Regions from separate parts of the Zea mays genome. Here regions 2, 3 and 4 are each linked to region 1. Evidence: chromatin contacts called from public Hi-C data. All regions are on one chromosome and are shown on one strand. The core of a region is the stretch at or near the end of the contact, and the rest is flanking DNA. Distances in the headings are between cores, read along the strand shown.

Evidence for each region. Hi-C and Micro-C count contacts between places; a contact is called where the count stands out from the background.
Region 2: a contact with region 1 is called in a Hi-C map of ear, with 2.3 times the contacts expected there. The contact joins the promoter of LOC100193043 here to the promoter of LOC100278796 in region 1. A contact is called at or near these places in 3 of 25 Hi-C or Micro-C datasets (bundle sheath, ear and endosperm).
Region 3: a contact with region 1 is called in a Hi-C map of endosperm, with 4 times the contacts expected there. The contact joins the promoter of LOC107305677 here to the promoter of LOC100278796 in region 1. A contact is called at or near these places in 4 of 25 Hi-C or Micro-C datasets (bundle sheath, ear, endosperm and 1 more).
Region 4: a contact with region 1 is called in a Hi-C map of leaf, with 7 times the contacts expected there. The contact joins the promoter of LOC100193919 here to the promoter of LOC100278796 in region 1. A contact is called at or near these places in 3 of 25 Hi-C or Micro-C datasets (ear, leaf and tassel).

The regions. Positions count from the first base shown.
Region 1 is chr2:50,958,068-50,961,336 of Zm-B73-REFERENCE-NAM-5.0, reverse strand. LOC100278796 (acyl-coenzyme A thioesterase 13) reads right to left here and starts at 1,781. Exons shown (of 3, transcript XM_008671169.3): 1 at 1,319-1,781; 2 at 1,063-1,206. The coding sequence starts at 1,495.
Region 2 is chr2:50,611,758-50,615,026 of Zm-B73-REFERENCE-NAM-5.0, reverse strand. It overlaps LOC100193043, which reads right to left and starts at 1,574. Exons shown (of 5, transcript NM_001357854.2): 1 at 1,052-1,574; 2 at 491-808; 3 at 1-398. The coding sequence starts at 1,222. LOC103646429 reads right to left here. Exons shown (of 7, transcript XM_008671166.4): 6 at 2,513-3,241; 7 at 1,987-2,380. The coding sequence ends at 2,183.
Region 3 is chr2:50,662,590-50,665,858 of Zm-B73-REFERENCE-NAM-5.0, reverse strand. LOC107305677 reads left to right here and starts at 1,526. Exons shown (of 1, transcript NM_001320797.1): 1 at 1,526-3,269. The coding sequence starts at 2,171.
Region 4 is chr2:51,250,803-51,254,071 of Zm-B73-REFERENCE-NAM-5.0, reverse strand. LOC100193919 (Tetrachloro-P-hydroquinone reductive dehalogenase) reads right to left here and starts at 1,821. Exons shown (of 3, transcript NM_001138991.1): 1 at 1,559-1,821; 2 at 805-1,015; 3 at 1-709. The coding sequence starts at 1,013. The coding sequence ends at 121.

The DNA of each region.
Region 1 (3,269 bases), core at 532-3,031:
TGCCACATCCTAGTAAAACCAAAGAACATTCACTATTGAAGTTTTTTTTTGAACGAAAACGGTAGGAGCTCTGCCCATCAATTAAGGGGAAAGAGTTTAAAGGGAACAAACAACAGTCTGAGACCGGACAAGCCACACTCGAGCACACTCAACGGGAGGCTAAGCCCCACACACTAATAGCTCCAGGCTAGCAGGAAGCAGCTGTATGAAAATTACATGAAAAGTAAAGCCCATCTAAATTGTGAAACATCTTCTTTAATTCTTAAGGCGAATTGGACCGGGGAAGGGCGACGCTTTCGAAAATCCTACAATTTCTCTCCTTCGAGAGGTTCCACATTGTGTAAATCACGATGCCGTTGAATGTGCGCTTCTGATTTTTTGGTAGTGGGGAAGTCGCGGCTTACCACCACTCCATAATGTTGGTGGAGGAAGCAAGGTCACTATTGAAGCTGTACCATCATTAATTACCACAAAATGTACAGTCTGGGCTATGGGCTCTGGCCTCTACTAGACAGGTAAGCTAATAACTTATTTCAGAATGCCAGAAAACAATAAAAGCAGAAATCTAACAACTTCCATCAAACTGGAAGCAAATTTCAGCGTCCCCAACTCACTCCTACAGTCCTACTCATCCGCCAACTTCACAATACTGACTAGTATCCAGTATAGAGAAGATCCCTGAGGTGCAGTCCTATAACAACTTGGACACAGTTTCTGACAGCCAGAAATCCATGCACGAAAGCAAACAGTCGAATTGTACCAATCATGGACAGATGCAATTTAGGAGACAAACCACAGCATATCAATCTGGCATTCGCCTAAAACATGCTAAAACCTCGACGCAGCCTCATTTTAATACAAACTACACACCTTAGCAATTACTTGCAGTGAATGCCATTTTCTTCAGCAAAAAAAGGGATTTTCCCCAATTGCCTAGCTCTAGCGCTAGCAAGTGCAAAATCGATCCAGTTCAATCATAGATTCCGATCTCCACACGAGCTACTTTTTTTTATACCATAATCGAAGACAACATGAAATGTGATCCAAGAGAGAGGGTCTTACCCCGACGGCAGCCGAGTCGACAAAGGAGACGCTGATCTCGATGGAGACCCCGCTGCTGGGGATCCCACTGCAGAAGAACACAGCCGATCCCAGCTGGTCGGCGAGCGTCGCTGTGACACCGCTGCGGAGGTATCCCACGGGACTCTGCAAGGGCACCACAGATCGAACCAAGTAGGCAAGCTCATATGTTTCGTCAGTCACTCAGTCGCCACCATCTCAAACCGAGGTCGCAAAGGGAGGGGAGTGCGAGGCTTACCGCGAGGCGAGGGGTGACGACGAAAGAGCAGAGGAGGCGGCCGTGCTCGGCGGCTTCGATACGGACGCCGCTGAGGACGAAGGGGTCGTAGAAGTGGAGCCGCGCAGGGGTGGAGCCAGTGATTTCCTCGGCGGTTGCGGTGGGCTCCAGGCTTTTCCGCACTGCTTCCGGGCCCATGGTGGTGTCGCGCCGGCCGGCGAGGAGGTCGCGCCACCTGATTCCGACGAGGTGCCGTGTCGGCAACCAAGACGAATTGGTTGGAGCGGCAAGATTGTTTTTTAGCCCTTTGTCGTCGCCGCCAAAACAACATCTCAATTCTCATAGCACTCGCTTAATTATCCTATTTAAACAGCGCATAATAAATGAAATACCTTAGAGCTAGTTTGGAAGTCTAAAACCCGGAGAGAATTAGAGAGGCTAAAATTCTCTCCTTATTCAATCTTGAATAAGAGATGGATTTTAGCCTCTTCAATCTCCTCCGGTCCTCCGGTCTTGAGACTACCAAACTAGCCCTTAGTGTAGCTATTAACCTATTTTTCTTGGACCTAATAACTCGATCTGCATAGTTAATGAGATGTAAACTGTCCATGAATTGTATTGATATCGAACCTGAACTTAATGCTATTTTGACTGAGCATAGGCATTAGTCTTACAAGTTTCTAAGCCTAACTCCAACCATTCCTCCTCTCGAATCCTCACGTTCGTACTTTCTATTCATATTTAAATACTCCTTAACTATTTTCCATATTGCATATCCTCTCCAACCATTCTCTCTATTCAGCTCACCTTACTCCTTAATTGATCTATTTAGGCTACGTTCGGTGGATCATGTAAAATGTGAAATCTAAAACTATAGATTATACTATTTGTAGAATAAAATTTGAAACATGGATGCAATAGGGGATGTGATATAGGAGCCGCTGGAGACGACCTTAACATATTTACATCAGTTTTTAGAGTTTTGAAAAAAATACTACCATATTTGTAGTATTATAATACATATTATTATCGGGTAATTAAACTTGAAAAAAGTTAATTTAATAATTAAATGCGCTGGTTAATGAAAGGGGAGACTAGTAGTGTGTTTGGTTTGAGTGATGAGCTAGTCCATCATCTTATCACTCCTTACTTTTTTGTTTGGTTTGTGGATTGGAATGAGTTGATCCATCACCAGCTCATTCTTCATAGTTAATTAGTTAGTACTAATATGAGGATTGAGATCATTCCACCAAATTTGAGAAATAGATCCATGATGCACCATCTCATTTTGGATGGAATGATTTCTTAAACCAAACGCCCCCTAGAACTTCCCTTTCATGGCATGAGCAGAGGCTCTCCCTCTCGCGAGGGGGCACCACTGGACAATAATTCATCGTTTTCGTACACGCACGGGAGAGAGGGCGATGTCCAGTGAATGGTTGGAGAGGGTCCAAAGTATCTTGAACCTAGAATGCCTCTGTATGTAGCATTTAGGGAGAAAATAATATACATATAATTCGAACTAGTGCATTGGGTTCAAAAGTTCAGTACTGCATTCTTCTAAATTGTTGCCATGCGGTGCTTAGGAGTCAGAACTTGAGACAGACATTGGCTATATTTCTGATGAGTTTGTTTTGGATTGCTGGTATCCCGAACAATGGGCTTTGTAAAATTAGTATGTCAAACCTTGCAATTGGATTCCTTGTACTATAATAATCGGATGTTTAGTCTTTTGCTATCGTTCCCACGTTAGCTATCAATCGGAAACGCCTGCCAGTCCACGCCTTTGACTCGCACTCCGCTTTCAGATCTAGGCGGACGAGGAATGATGGATTAGAGGTGCACGAGTGCCACCCCGTCGTCGGCGGCGACGCCGTGTTAGCTCCACAGCGACGACCTCATCACCCACCAACGGCTGATGGACTTCCTCCACAGGGTGAACCTCAAGTACGTCAAGCTGGAATACCACTAC
Region 2 (3,269 bases), core at 325-2,824, 350 kb after region 1:
TGACCAGAAGAAACCAGAGCAGCAAGGATCTCAGAATTGCAGTTCCACTTTAAAGCTTGAATGGCAACCTCTCCTGGCTCATCAATAGAAAAGTGACTCCTCTCTAAGCCATTCTTCTCATAGAAAATAATAAGAGGACACTTTCCCTCTGTCCTCCTATCAAGGGCTGTAGCAACCTTCGCTCCACTAGGCATCCAATCTAGCGATGCTCCCATAAAAGTTTTGGCATCTGAAGAAGAATGCAGTTTTCCCGATTCACGTTCCCAGACATTAAGTTTTGTAGGGCTAGAAAAGCTCTCAGGGGCTACAAGTGTAGCGAAATACTTCCCATCCCCTCGCCAAGAAATTGCACTTCGACTCTGACCACCGGTACTGTCTGTGTTGTCAATGGTCTCGTCCTGAGAAGAAGGATGTTTAGAATTGGGAGAGAACACAAACACACACAAAAAGAACGTGTATATTCAGTAAGACTTTAGTATATTAAACATACTTGAGGGTCAAGTGAAGTCTCAAACAGCACTTCCCAGTCCTGTGTGATGACAAGCAGTTGGCCGAGTCCAGTGGTGACAGAGAGAAGGGCCCCATCGGGGCTAGAGGCAATGGTGTTGACACCACCTTCCAGTCTTCCGACAACTTCAGTTGTTTTCTCCTCCACGTTATATAAGAGAAGACAACCATCTGACGACCCAAGGAGTAGAGACTCCCTCTCCATAAGATAATCCATGGCAACAATGCGATCTCCAGGATCAAGAACAACCTCCTCCATGTCAGAGTGTTGAGTAGCAGTTTTGCTCCATTGCAGTAGTTGCTGCAGAAGTGGTACGAAAGCAAGATAGTCAGCACAACCTGGAAAGCTACAAGATGAAGTTGTTGGCATAGCGAACTTTTTTTCCTGGACTGAAAAAATTAAACCATTGGCTATACAAGAATACAGCAATATTTTAGTAAGTGTTGCTTGCTGGCTTTCTAGCGTAGACACAGTGAAAGAAACAAAGAAGCAAGGAAAAAAAAACTCGTCTTGATCAGCAGGGGATGGGGTGGAATTGGAGACCTGTTCCTGGGTGGAGGACGAGGGCAGTGAGACGGTGTAGATGAAGTTGGCGGAGGAAGCGAAGAAAGCGCGGCGGCTCTCTGCGTCGATGGCGGAGGCGACGAGGGTTTCGCCGTCTATCTGGAGCTGGAGCTGCTGCGGGAGCCTCGTCACAAGGCGCAGGTTCTTCATCTCGCCGACGCCGCGCTGCCGACGTCGAGGGTTTTAGTAGAAGCCGGTAGTTCGAGGAGTTTTTATTTGGTTTGCCGTTCGCTCGCTTTTGGGAAACGGCAGCTGGCGGCGGCGGCGGCCGTGGGCGGGCGGGACGGCGACGACGGCTGTGTTTTCGTTCGGTCGAAGAAATTGGCTAGGTCAACACGAGGATGAAAGGAAACCGCCGGAAGGCAGAAAGTAGAGAGCCCACCAAGGCCCAAAACAATGATTCGGGAAACTGTGTTGTTTGTTTTAAGGGAAATTTGGATCCATACCATTAAAAGATCACCACTTTGGATCCATACCATTACTATCTCACTTACATGTGGGTCCACATGAGTCAATGACATGTGGGGTCCATGGTATATATCTAAAGATTGGATCTTTTAATGGTATAGATCCAATTATTCCTTGTTTTAAATCACTTTTGGAATTCCTTCGTTTTTTTAAATCCATAGCTAACTACCACGTCACTAATTATCATTTTCAGAAAACACAGCCATAACACAAAAATAACTAACTTCCACTTCACATTTTTCCCTACCATATACCTCTCCATGTAGAGTTGTAGACCTTACAGTGTAACATCTTATCTCTGAGTTCCCAGTTTCTCATGTGGACTTTATGAGTTTGTAACATTTGTCCACTGTAGCCACATCCAACACATGGCATAGACAGTATTATTTATAGAGAGAAATTTTAAAATAAAAGATGAGATTAGAGAGATGGTTGGACATGGCATAGACAGTATTATTTTAAGATTTATGCGATCGATCCTGAAGCTGCATTGCCGCGTACATGCATCCTGATACATTTCATGAAGTACAGACAAAACCTTAGAACAGCTATTCAAATTATTCATATGCAGATATGCTATACCCCTTTACACGTGAAATCTGTACAGGTCGAAAACCCAAAAGAAACGCCAGGCAAAAAGTTTCATCGGCGAGAGCGACGAAGCCAATCCTGGATAGCGAACCGAAGGGCGTGGTTAGGTGTGAGACTGAGATGCTCCAGTTTCAGGTTGTTCAGAGGCGCTGTCCCCTGCCCAGTCTCCAACTCCATCCGCTCACGGATCGCCCGCCCTTCGTAGGTCACCCCATCAGCAGCGCACACCTGAGGATCATGCATTATCTCCTGCAAGCCAAAACAGAAGAGGGAAAGAATAAAAGAAACGCACCGAGTTTCTTGTCATCATCACAATTCACATCGATCCAACCCCCATACCCGTTTCCCTAGTTAACAATGGTGCAAGACGATGGTACTTGCCTGCATAATCGGGCACAGGAAAGAGGAGGGTGCTTGTTCCTCCTCCCTCGTCAAGTGTAGCTGTTCCAGCTCTCGTACGGTCTCAGCAGTCAGGTCTGGGCGATCCCGGCTTCTGTCCTCACTGCACCTCAGGCCCAGTTCCGCTAGCCTTCCGGCCACCTCCATAGGCCAATGCCCAGCAGCAGGGTCGAGAATTGACGATAGCTTGCCACAAGCCATGGCACACCTTACTTCACCAGCAAGCCGCCGTGCAGGCTCCTGTCTTCCGGTCAGTAGCTGGAGTATCACGGTTCCGAAGCAGTATACGTCAGACTTGGGTGTCAACACTTTGCTTCTCATGTACTCCGGATCTGCGTAGGGAAAAGACCCTTCCGGAGGCTCAGAACCCCCCGACGGGTAATCCTTCACGTCGCCTGTGAATAGCCGAGAGATACCGAAATCGGCTATCTTGCAATGGCATTCGGTATCTAGAAGGATGTTCTCGAGTTTCAAGTTGCCGTGTACGATCGTCTGAGGCTTACAGGAATGCAAGAACAGCAGCGCGTCTGAGATCTCGGCGACGATGCGTGCACGAATTCTCCACGGCAAGTGACGGCTGCTGCGTCTGCTGAAGAGGCGGTCGTGAAGGCTCCCGTTTGGCAGGTATTCATAAACGAGGCACAGCGCTTCCGGGCACGCCCCAACCAGTGTCACTAGATGAGGGTGCCTCACATTGCTGAGGATATAAACCTGACATAGAAAAGAGAAATAAGTATCT
Region 3 (3,269 bases), core at 277-2,776, 300 kb after region 1:
AGTCATGTGAGCTTAAATTTCTTTTTAAACTTCGGCCAACTTCATACCCAAAAAAAAAAACAAATTCTCCCAACATCTCCGATGCCAAATTTGTTTTTTTTTATTAAATCCTTCATAGAAGAAATGTGCCTTGGCAATGCGTTTGCTCAGAACCTATACTAGAAGGTTGGCACGTTTTCCTAAAAAGTGTATTTAAAGTCCGCCAGTTTTTTTTTCTAAATGTAAAACTAAGGTCATGTACAACCCCATTTAATACGGAGTCCTTTGAAGGGTCTCTAATGGCTAAGTAAAAAGATACAAGAGACGAGCTCTTTACGAAGAGCTCAAATCTTCACGACTTTCGATACACTACGTCTCTTATCTGTATTTATGTCTCAGGATCTCAGAATTATATCATATAGTCACTTAGTCGTCTCTTATACTTAGAAAACCGACTGAAAAAGAAGAAAAAGTGGATTTCTAGTGGTAGGATGCAAAAATCAGAATAAATTAGAACCATTAACTATAATATATTAATATAATTAACTATAATATAATAAAATTATTTTTTTGAATTGCAGTAGTGAACGACTCTTAAATCGTTATCCCCTATTATTTTGAATGGCATAATAAAATAGAATAAGAATAAATGTTTTCCTAATCTATATAGAGGGAAACTACATATCCCCCTTATGTACATATTTCTATGGGGAATCGTGCTTTAATTTTTCATTGTATTAAATGTCTTAAATAAAAAAAGAGGGAATTTGATCTGATATAGATTATAGCCAGACTTTTTTGGCCCACCTAATTGTAATTACAATATATCTTATGATTGTACATGCCCTAAAGTACAGATGCCCTAAAAGTACAGAACTGAAGACGGGCGGAGCAAATCAATCAGCTGCCCATCTTTTGCATGGAAAACCTCGCATGCAAACAATCCGCGCACCGTAGAGAAGAAGAGACGATACAAGTTACATGTTCACGTTTCTTTCCCGACTTTTGGATGCATGCATGATCTTGTCGATGCATGCACGCAGCTCAAACACTACCTGCAACCACATGATCACGCTCTCTGCATCAGCAAGCATCTCCCTTTTTCGTACTGACTCACATAGAATTATATTCGGATCACGATCAGCACCTAGCCCAAAGGCATGTCTCTTTTTTACTCGGCGAGTTGGCAGCTCATAATTCGGGTCCTTACAATATATATTTTTTTTTTTTGCAAACCTGCTGCTCTGTGGGAGAAGGGGGAGGAGCATTGCAAATCGCGTTTAGGAAGAGCAGGCAGCCTGCCTCTCTCCTGTCAATGCATCATGCAAGCAAGCAGCAGTTGCGAATTGCGTTCCAAACCGATCCCCCAACTCTGACTGTCCCCACGCTTTCAGGCCGCCAACTTTTTCCCCGCACTCCCTCTGGCCTCTGCTCCGGTCGTCCAATCACTAGACCTTTCCCTTTCCAGGACCGCCCGCTCGGGCTCGCTCCACCTTTGCCTTTATCTTCTTCCTGCAACCACGATGCGGCTCGACGCATGGAGCGTGAAGCAAAGCACACGCCCCCTCTGGCCCCTCTTCTCACTTGCCCCTCCCTCGCCTCGTTCCATTCCATCTCGCCACTCCATTCTCTCTCTCTCTCTCTCTTCTTCGATCGAGGAGAGCCCATACACATCCAGCCAGCACAGTAGCCTGCCTGCGTGCCTAGTCCATCTCGTGTGCAGCAACTTCAACTACTAGTACATCGCGGCAGCTCCTGCTGTTTCGGCCGGCTTTATGGCCATCACCTCACCTGCAGCAACTTCAACTACTAGTACTCGTTACAGCCACAGCGGCTGACCACAGCGCGCGCAGTAACTCTGCTGCAGTCACCTCCGTCACCTGTTACGTCGCCGTCGCGTCGCCATGGATCATCGGTCCTTGATGGGGATGATGCATCATGCATGGGAATGGGAGTGAGTGCTCGAGGCAATATCGAGAGAGATTTTCTGGTACCGCGCGCTGCATTCTCGCCGCCCTGTTTGTGAGTTGCTCAGCAGGCAGCAGCTGGTGTCGGTGCTGGCTCTTGATCTGGATCTTGCCATCTTAGATCGCGGCAGCGAGAAGCATGATACCTGCTGGGCGTTTCTTTATTATTGCATCTCGTTGATCCGGTCCGTGGTGGTGGACGACTGGTGGTGCGCGCGCGCAAGATGAGCATCCCGCACCTGTTCCGGTGCCCCATCAGCCTGGACATCTTCACGGACCCGGTGACGCTGTGCACGGGGCAGACGTACGACCGCCCCTGCATCGAGCGCTGGCTCGCCGCCGGCCACCGCACGTGCCCGGTCACAATGCAGCCGCTCGGCGACGCCGCGCTCGTGCCCAACCGCACCCTGCGCCACCTCATCGAGCGCTGGCTGTCCGCCGACCACCAGATCTCCGACGCGACGACGCCCGCCGCCGCCGCCGCCACCAGCGACGACAACGCGGAGGAGCCGTCGCTCGCGGCGCTCAAGCGCTGCCTCCAGTCCGGCGCCGGCAGCGGCGCCAAGGTGGCCGCGCTCAAGAAGGGCGTCGCGCTGGCCTCCGAGTCGGACGTCGGCCGCGCGTGCATGCTCCAGCTGGGCTTCCTCCCCGTGCTGCTGCAGCTCGTCTTCCACGCGCCCACGACGCGGGACCTGTCCGAGCAGGAGGGGCTTGCGCTGCAGTGCGCGCTCACCCTCCTGCCGTCGAGCCCGGCCTCGCCGCAGCACGGCTGCCTCAACATGCTCAAGACGGAGGCCAGCCTCACGTCCTTCGTCGGGCTCCTCGCGCGCGGCCCCGCCGCGGCCAAGGCGGGCCTGTGCCGCCTCCTGGAGACGATCGCCACGGCCGCCGCGACGCGGGACCTGGCGCTCGCCGCCGCCGCGTCGCCGCGGGTGTGGCAGGCGCTTCTGCCGCTGCTTCGGCACGACGACGAGCGCGTCTCGGTCGCCGCGGTGCGCGCGGTGGCCGCGATCTGCTGCGCGGCCGAGCCCGCGCGCGGCAGCGCCGTCCACCACGGCGCCGTCCCCGCGCTCCTCGGCTGCCTGGCGTGGGCGTCGGCGGGCAAGGGCCGTGGCGCCGCGGCGTGGAGCGCGCTCGCGGCGCTGGAGGCGCTCGCCGCGTCCGAGGCAGGGCGCCGGGCCGTGGCGCGCGATCCCGGCGCGGTGCGGTCGCTGGTGAGGCACGTGTTCATGATGTCGTCGAGTAACGAGGGAAGCGAGCACGCGGTGGCCGCGCTGCTGGCCGTGTGCAGGGAGTCCAGGGCGGCACGGACCGAGGCTGCCG
Region 4 (3,269 bases), core at 572-3,071, 290 kb before region 1:
AAAATGAACTCAAGACCACAAAAAGGCACATGGAAGATATACAGTTTATTTTTTAACCGAAACTCACTATACATGTCAGTTCACAAGGTACTGATTCAGATATTTCATCCGCCGAACTATCTAGTACTTCCTGAACAGGGTTCGAACACAAAGGAAGAAAGATGTCTTGAAGAGAGTCCGGTACTTCTTCCACCCACTAAAGTATCTGCCAATGGTAATCTTGTAGCTTGGCCGTAGCTTCACCAAATTGTAGTACTCAAGTATCTTGGGTCTGCAGTTGATGTACTCATCATCAAGGTCCAGAATAGTTATGCGCGCAAGAACAGGGACAAACATCGAATCAGCAGGTGAGAATTCATCGCCAGCGAGATATTTGGTCTTGCCGAGCTGAGCTTCGACATCATCAAGGAGTTTGCTTAGTTCTTCCTCGCTTTGCTTCATGATGTCAGGGTCCTTCACTTTATCATCCGTCTCGTAAGCCTCACGGAGCTTGACATGATACATGCTGGCTAAATCAGGGGCTTGAGCCATGCGAGCAATCAGCACCCGCCTTATGAACTTGGAGACAAACGCACGGTGCTTGGCCGGGGTGTGCGTGAGGGTGAACATCTCAGGGTTCCAAGCATCAACTTTCTGCATCCATTGGTGGACCTCAGTGTTCACAGGGGGGATTTCACCACTTAAATGCACTGCAAGTCTGTCTATGTACCTATGACAATGCAAAGTGCATATAAACATTAGCAACAACAATAGAAGAATGCCAAGTTTCAGATATTTCCAATACATAAAAAAGAAGGGGCGTACTGAATAATATCGATAGCGCGATAGATGACATGCGCTCCATTCTGGAAGACAGGGAGCTTCGCGGAAGGGTTCATGCGAAAGAAGTCCACATTCATGTTTTTGCCGGTGAGTGGATTGACGTGATAAGATGTGTAGTCAATGCCCTTCTCTTCCAGCGCCATCCGTACCTTCTGGCTGTCCAGCGAATAGGGGTGGTGGTACAGCTGCATTGCTGTATTAGCAGCAAAATAAAGATGCGGTTAGTAACTTAGTATCAATTCCTCGTGACAATCATACTTTTCCTGTCCAGATCCTCGAATATTATGGAGAAACTTGCAACTCATCAGAGTCAATTACTGTCTGGGATCGAAATATATATTGCAATAAAAATAACAACAAAATAAACAGGAAGTTTGTTCGTTTGCTCTGTATATTTTTATCCACAGTTTATTTGTGGAATGGTAAGATGGGTACCCAGGCACAAGTACATCTGTTTGTGTCAGTCCTAATGAAAAAAAATAGTAGCAATCGTTAATTGGCACCGGCTTTAGATTGCAAAGCTGGCGAGCCCTACTATAACAGCCATGAATTATTATGAGAATCAAGGGGGGAACAATCCCTCTGTGTACTGGCTACAAGGAGAGGTGAAAAGGGGAAGAAAACCGCACTTCTCTGATCTCGCAATTGGTCTTATAGCACTACAGCTACAGGACAACCGAACTACCGCAATCGCGCAACGCCACACACAACCGGATACAGGACCTGAAGAGCGTACCTCCCGAGTCCCGGCGAGGAAGCGGCGGCGGCGGCGGAGAGGGGAGATGGAGAGGCTTCGCGAAGGCGAAGATTCTTCTCGGCGACGAGACGCAGGCGGGGTTTAGGTGCGCTCGTAGTCGCCGGAGCAGTTTCAGTCGTTGCCTTTGCGGGGCTCTGCGGCAGTTTCAAGCGAGTGGGGGCGTGTGGTTGGATTCGTCCTCACTGGCACCTTTTCACGGCCTGGGTCGATGCAAAAGCTTCTTCCATTTTGCGTGCGTCCTCGCAATCGCAACGACACCTCCCTGCCTGGTCGGTGACCTGGGGAGAGGTTGGGCTATCCAAGACACCTCGCTGCGGGCCCCCGGGAAAGGGAACTCGCCGCCGACCACGGCTCGCCCGGGTTCGCGTTTTTTTTCCTTCCGCAGCGTGGCCAGCGAGGCAGAATTTGTAAAAACTTGTAATATAGATATCTATATTCATATTTATTTCTAATGTACTCGCACCGTTTCTTTTTAGTTGTCGCTGAATAATTTAATTTTGCACTATTCAGCGACAACTAAAACGAAACGGAGAGAGTATGTACTAAATAAATGTATTTAAATTCGTTTTCAGTTTTTATCGGGTTTCAGATCTATATTCAATAAAAATATAAAACTTATATATATATATATATACACTGTATTTATATATTACACCTGGGTGCATTCAATATAGAGAATGCACCCAGGCCGAACCTACGCGCCAGGAGCACCTGGTCCGAGCCAACCGCCCCACCCAGGCCGAACCGACGCTTCGTCTTCGTCCCTCCCGCACGCTCCCGACAGAATGCTACAATTTTCGAACCAGACCAGCAGTTGCATCTAGTTATATAGAAGTTGCAATCACACCAGACCAACAGTTGCAATTATACTAGACCAACAGTTGCAATCATATTTTTTAACAAAATTTCCCAGAGTTATTCAGTACTTGCAATCACATCAGAGCAACTCAGCAGTTGCAATCACACCACACAAGTAGTTGCAATTACAACACACCAGCAGTTGCAATCATTTTGTTTACATTTTTAACGGATATTTGGGTAGAATTATACAGCAGTTGCAATCACACCTAATGCGGGGTTGCAATCACACCACACCAGCAGTTGCAATTACACCTCTTTGTCCTGACACTAAAACCAGCCAACTTTGCATAGTCAAGGTAAAAGAGGTAGGCTTCTTCCCTTGTATCAAATGTTTGCCGCACCCTGGGGACAAACACATCAAGTATGTTTGCATCCTACAGAATAACACGCAATCATGAGTTTGCAATTAGTGGATACCCATAGTTGCAATCAACAGGCAACAAACGTTGCAACTGGAGTAACAACACAGCATGCAATGGTAATCAAGGAGTAAAAACAGAGACTCAAGTTTTCAATTAGAGGATACTCACGGCGGGAGGCAGGAAGGCGCGCGTACAGAAGGGCCAAGGGCGTGCTCTTATGGGGAGGCGTGCTCGGAGTGTTATTGCACCCTGGGTGCATTCAATATAGAGAATGCACCCAGGTGCATTTTAGTGCCGCCGTGTATATATATATATATATATATATATATATATATATATATATATATATATATATATATATATATATATATATATATATATATATATATATATATATATATATATATATATATATATATATATATATATATATATATATATATATATATATATATATATATATAGGG